Regions from separate parts of the Mus musculus genome. Here region 1 is linked to region 2. The links are chromatin contacts, called in public promoter capture Hi-C maps. All regions are on one chromosome and are shown on one strand. Each heading gives the region's core, a stretch centred on a gene start, on an enhancer-like site or on the middle of the called end of the contact. The rest is flanking DNA. Distances are from core to core; before and after follow the strand shown. Region 1 holds the start of Polg (polymerase (DNA directed), gamma). Region 2 overlaps Abhd2 (abhydrolase domain containing 2).

Region 1 (2,738 bases), core at 44-2,543, 120 kb before region 2:
GAAGAATCACAAAATAAGGAATCTCTTATCTAGTTGACTCTGGTTTGTGTGTGTATATATATAAAACTGATAACCAACCAATCAAACAAACAAAAATCACTTTATGTCTATTAAGTACATCTAGAAAAATGTATAAGAATGTCTCAGCTGGAGAGCTAGATTGTGGATATTTGTAGTTCAAGCACTGAGGCGGGAGGGCAGCCAGGGCTACCGCGTAAGTTCTAAGTTACAATGTGAGACCTCATCGTTAAAAACAAACAAACAAGCAAACAGGCCGACAGACAGACAGACAAAAGAGGGGGAAGAAACTAAGAAAAGGAGAAAGGAGAAGGGTTCTGTATGAGTCCCTGCCGCTGCTAGTGACAGGAAAAGCGGATAGAGGAGCGACTCCTGAAAAAAGTCAAAGACCCTCTCTCCTGTACACAGTTCTCAGCGTCCGGGTGGTCTCGCTGGTTGGAAGTGGGGGCTGCCGTTCAGCGCGGTCCGAATTTTTTCCCTAATCAGCTGCTTGTGCCCCCTAGTCTGCCTGAAGCAATCCTGATCTTTTCTTTCCTCGTACGGGACTCTCGACTTGAATCCCTGGGTCCCAGTTATTCACCCAGGCCATATTCGCCTGACCCTTTGCAGCTGACCCTCTACGGAGAGCTGGGAGCAGAAACAACCGGAGCAACGGGAGGTGGACCCAGAGATTGACAGATCTCTGAAGCGGGACGTGCTTCAGCTGTGCCCGGTGGGCGCGACCAATCGGACTCAACAGCATCAACCCCCAGCATCATTGTCCGGGATAGGAGGGAGGAGACTCCATCGAGGCTTAGCCTTTGCGGTCCATAGGTGACAAATCTAGACTTCGGACGGCACGTGCTCCGTTTGCTCCACTCTCCATCCGGGACAAGGCTCTCGACCGCTGTCACCGTTTAAGCAATGTGTCACCCTGACAGTTGTTTGCTCAGATCCTTGAGTTCCAAGAATTAAGTTTAGACTAGAAGTTGGTCATAACCACTACGGTCAATTTCGCTTTATTTCCAAAGGGAATCTTGGGATTAACAAACTGACAGATAAAAACAACATACAAGTCGACCGCGGCAGGACTCGAACCTGCAATCTTCTGATCCGAAGTCAGACGCCTTATCCATTAGGCCACGCGGCCGCCAGCGAGAAGGTGCCTTTACTTAGCTTAAAGCGTGTAGCCGCCTTCAGGCTCGCGTCAGACTGGTCTATCTTTTCCGTGGGGAGGGAAGTAGCGGAGGACCTCACCCGGAAGTCCCTCTGCACCCCCGCGGGCGGGCGGCTCCATTGGCGGCGCTCTTATTGGACGCTCGGGGGAGTCTCCCGCCTGCCTCTGGGTAGCCGCGGGACCCAGTTCGCGCAGACGGGAAGTTGCGGCTGCTCCCGAGACCGCACGCCACCCTGAGGCTGCGTGGGCCGCGCGCCGCGGACGCCGCGTCGTCGCCGGGGCTGTGGGCTGCCGCAGAACGGGAAGCGCGAAGCGGACCGAGGTTTCCGGCGGGCTCGGCAGGGGGAGGGCCGGGCGCGGCTGCTCCCTCTCCACTCGGGAAGCCGGGCCGGGAGCAGGGCGGCGGCTGCGGCGGGGACCCTGTGTCCCGGCGTGCGGGGGTGGCCGCCGACGCCCCGACCAGGGCGCCCTAGGCCCGCCCGGGTGTGGGTGCGGACCCCGAGGCTGTGGCTCGTTCGGCGGGTTTCGAAGTTGGGGCGCTAGGCCCTCGGGCCGCCGGCGGGGTGGGACTGGCAACTGCTGTCTGCCGAGCGCCTACTGGGGTTAGGGCCACTCGACGAGCGCGCCCTCTGCCACTCTTACAGCAGTGGCCCGTGGCTCTAGAGTTCTTAACCCCATTTTACAGAGGAGGAGGTCGGGGCCTAAGGAGCTGGGCCAAGGTCACGCAGTTGGAGAGCCAGAACCCTGGTCTGTCTGCGTCTCCCCATTTCAGCATCTCCAGCGGCTTCTCCCAAGTTAACTGCCGAGCCGGTGTGGCCCTGTCCTCGGGAGGGGGCAGTGCCATTTCTTAAGGTTGTTGGAGGCGTAACAGAAAAATGTCCCTACTCCGCTCTGGCCTTTTGGCTAAGATCAAGTGGAGAAAATGCTTGTTTGGCACGCAGCAGATGTTTGTTGCGGGATAAGCGGTTTGTTCAAGTCCGTGACACTTGTAATAACACTTTTATCGTCTGTCTCCTTTAGGACTTGTGTGAGGAAGGCAGGCATGGTGAGACCTATTTCACTGACAGGAGCACAGAGAGGGGACGCGTCTCTCTCTGAGTCTTTCGGCCACTAAAAGCAGTCAAGCTGGAGCCCAAAGCCCGGTGCCCCGACTCACAGCGGGGGGCTCCCTGCACCAACCATGAGCCGCCTGCTCTGGAAGAAGGTGGCTGGCGCCAAGGTCGCCTCAGGGCCAGTACCAGCAACCGCGCGCTGGGTCTCCAGCTCCGTCCTCGACCCCGTCCCCAGCGACGGGCGGCCGCCGTCGCAAATGCCCTCCTCCGAGAATGGGCAGCTGCGGCTCAACCCTCTGCTCATCCAGATGTTGTCGAGAGGCCTGCACGAGCAGATCTTCGGGTGCGGCGGGGAAATGCCCGACGAGGCCGCGGTGCAGCGCAGCGTAGAGCACCTGCAGAAGCACGGGCTCTGGGGGCAGCCGGCCACGCCCTTGCCAGACGTGGAGCTGCGCCTGCCCCGGCTCTTCGGGGGCAACCTGGACCAGCACTTCCGCCTCCTGGCCCAGAAG
Region 2 (2,779 bases), core at 254-2,753:
AAGCTGGAGTGTTGCTAACTGGGTGCCCATGCACTGAAGAATGAGGCACGCGTGCATGTGTGCTGAGAAAACGCAGGTAGGCAGACATTTTTTTTTTTAGCTATGTGAGAGAGAGATGCTCCCTTGAATTAGAGAAAAAATGGGCATTAGCAGTGTTTGTGAGCAGACGTACAACACAAGTCAAATACATTTGCAATGCTCTTTTAAAGGTGGGTTGTGATTTACTGGGTTAGATGCTCCTGGGCATCCAAACAGATTTTCAGGGCGAGCGTTAAGCAGCTATGTTCATGCACAGACAGATATAAATACCAGCAAGAGTTAAGCCCTTTGAGGATTGATTAGCTTCTTAGCTACAAATTGGGGCGCTCTACCCCTGTGTACAATGATTCATGGTGTGAAGAGCCCAGAGGATGTTATTTACCGGACCTTCTTGACAACTCTGGGGACAGAACGAAGATGAACCCCAAGTCTACAGGGACACCCAGGATGCTCTGCAGGGTTCAGACAAATGTTCTTAGTGACACAGGGATACGGTGGCAAGGGAGGACAACTCATTCTGAAACCCTCAGAGGGGCCGTGTGAATGGAGAGGGTGTTTACGCCTGGTCTGCCTAGCGGGGATGCTCTCAGCCACTGTCCCCTGGGAAGCTGTCAGAGCCTAGCTATACCTCTGTAGCTCTGCTGAGACAGAGATGCTGGGGGGCATGCAGAGGCGAAGGATTCAGCACATTCTAATAGCAAGCCCAGACGTCAGGGAGCCAACCTAAGAGTAAAACTTAGCAGGGCAACTGCTGGAGGCTGGCAGAAGCACATACCACATACACCAGTAGGGGGAAGGGTTTGCAGTGGGAACGGGAGCTGCTGTCCTGCAGCCACGGACTCACAAGTCTGAGACCAGACTTGGCTTTAAACAGTAAAGCCCAGCTGGCTTTAAACAGTAGCTTCCAGAATTGGAACACCACTTTTAGAGCCTAGAACAACTCCCTTCTATCTGTCTGTGCTGGTTTGATACAAACTGGAGTCACGTGGGAAGAGGGAACCCGAACTGAGATGACGTCTCCACCAGACTGGGCTGCAGGCAAGTCTGAGGGGCTCACTCTTTCTTTTTCTTAGATTTATTTATTTTTATGTATATGAGTACACTGTTGCTGTCTTCAGACACACCATAGGGCATGGTTGTGAGCCACCATGTAGTTGCTGGGAATTGAACTCAGGTCCTCTGGAAGAGCAGCCAGTGCTTTTAATGGCTGAGCCATCTCTCTAACCCCTCACTCCACCTTTCTGATTAATGGCTGATGTGTGAGGGCCCGGCCCACTGTGGGCGGGGCTACCCCTGGGCAGCTGAGTGAGGTCTGAAGAGCACAGCATCCCTTTTGGCCTCTGCTTCAGCTTCTGGATCCAGGTTCCTATTTGAGTTCCTGTCTTGGTTTCTCTCAGTGACGGACCGTGACCTGGCAGTTACGAGGTGAAATAAGTCCCTTCCTCCCCCAAGTTACTTTTGGTCATAGTGTTCAGTCATTACGACACATCTACTGTTTGCATTTTTTTCCCTTGGCCGTGTGTGTGTGTGTGTGTGTGTGTGTGTGTGTATGTGTGTGTGTGTCTCATATATCCAAGCCCGCTGGCAGAATATCTGGGGATGGGGCCTAAAGGGCATGGCTATTCTTTAGAGGGTCCCCTGGGTGCTCATGTACCACTAGGCCTAGGAACTACTTTCTCTAAAGAAGAAGGATTCTGTCTGGGTATCATAGCTCACTCCTGCCATCTTAGAATTTGGGAGACTGAGGCAGGTTTGTAGGCTAGCTGGCAAGACCTTGTCTTGAGACAGAAAAAAATAAAATAAAGCAGGCCTGGTGGTACACCTCTGTAACCCAGCACTCTGGGTGCAGTTTGGGATAGAAGACAGCCCGATTTCCAGGCTAGCCATAGCAAGACACCATCTCACACAACAAACAACAACAACAACAAAGTTACCTGCTCTGAACTATAAGAGAAAGGACTTTTTAAGTTGCACTCCCGTATGTCTCTGGGTTATCTCTTACCAGAGCTCCTTCCCTTTCTACATGCAGTAAGCACTCTGAACAGATGGGGGCGCTGCTCAGCCTTTTAGAAGTATCTAAAGTAAAGCAACTTTCCACACTGCCTTAATGCAAGGTTTTCTCAGGGTCCACGTCAGGGTCACAGTAGCTGGCCACTCCATCCAACACCTAAAGAGAACAAACAGCTTCCCTCTCCTGTTCCCTTCCCACTTCCTTCCTTCCTAGCCCAGGCTGGCCAGGAATTCACTAGGTAGCCCAAGCTATCTCTAACTTGTGACAACCCTCCTGCCTCAGTCTCCCAACGGCGGGGGTGGGGGTGGAGTAGAGTGGGGGGGCCTATTACAGGTATGAGCTACCACACCCGGCTTCAGAATCAAACTTTAAATATGCACAGTTGCTTTGTGCTAATGCTCCTTTATGAAGAGGGGACTGAAAAACCTGCTTGCAGGTTATTATCACAGCAAAAACCCGGGTTTGGGCTCAGTGGTAGAAGCGCTTGCTTGGTATGTACGTGGCTCTAGGTCTCATTCTTCAGAAGAGGCGTTGCGAGAGGGGTGTGCTGGTACAGTGGGCACTGTGTGGTTGGTCCAAATGCTTGTCCGTGGTCCCTTGGCCCAAACCTACTCACTCAGGAGCTCCAGAGGCAGGGGTCACACAGAGAGCCTCAGGGTCTACATTTCCAATGTGGTGTCAGGAGACATTCACACTGTTGGTCTAGTGACCCACTTTGACAATGATCAT

Evidence for each region. Promoter capture Hi-C pulls out the DNA fragments that hold promoters and counts their contacts.
Region 1: a contact with region 2 is called in a promoter capture Hi-C map of liver. The contact joins the promoter of Polg here to the enhancer-like site in region 2. A contact is called at or near these places in 4 of 39 promoter capture datasets (embryonic stem cells, hippocampal neurons, liver and 1 more), 1 of 115 datasets of contacts at active chromatin or transcription factors (embryonic stem cells) and 1 of 9 other capture datasets (adipose tissue).

Annotation. Positions count from the first base shown.
Region 1 is chr7:79,464,828-79,467,565 of GRCm38.p6, reverse strand. It overlaps Polg (polymerase (DNA directed), gamma), which reads left to right and starts at 1,293. Exons shown (of 23, transcript NM_017462.3): 1 at 1,293-1,496; 2 at 2,195-2,738. The coding sequence starts at 2,355. n-TRtcg5 (a tRNA gene) reads right to left here and starts at 1,147; the gene lies at 1,075-1,147.
Region 2 is chr7:79,345,420-79,348,198 of GRCm38.p6, reverse strand. All of the region lies in intron 5 of Abhd2 (abhydrolase domain containing 2), which reads right to left. Gm24224 (a long non-coding RNA gene) reads left to right here. Exons shown (of 4, transcript XR_003946649.1): 2 at 1-76. Among named protein-coding and RNA genes, the nearest start is that of Gm24224, 7.0 kb to the left of the region's middle. Within about 2 kb of position 1,503, at least 27 of the 459 cell types and tissues checked have an H3K27ac peak or open chromatin away from gene starts, as enhancers often do. A contact at or near this core is called in liver, where this site is marked.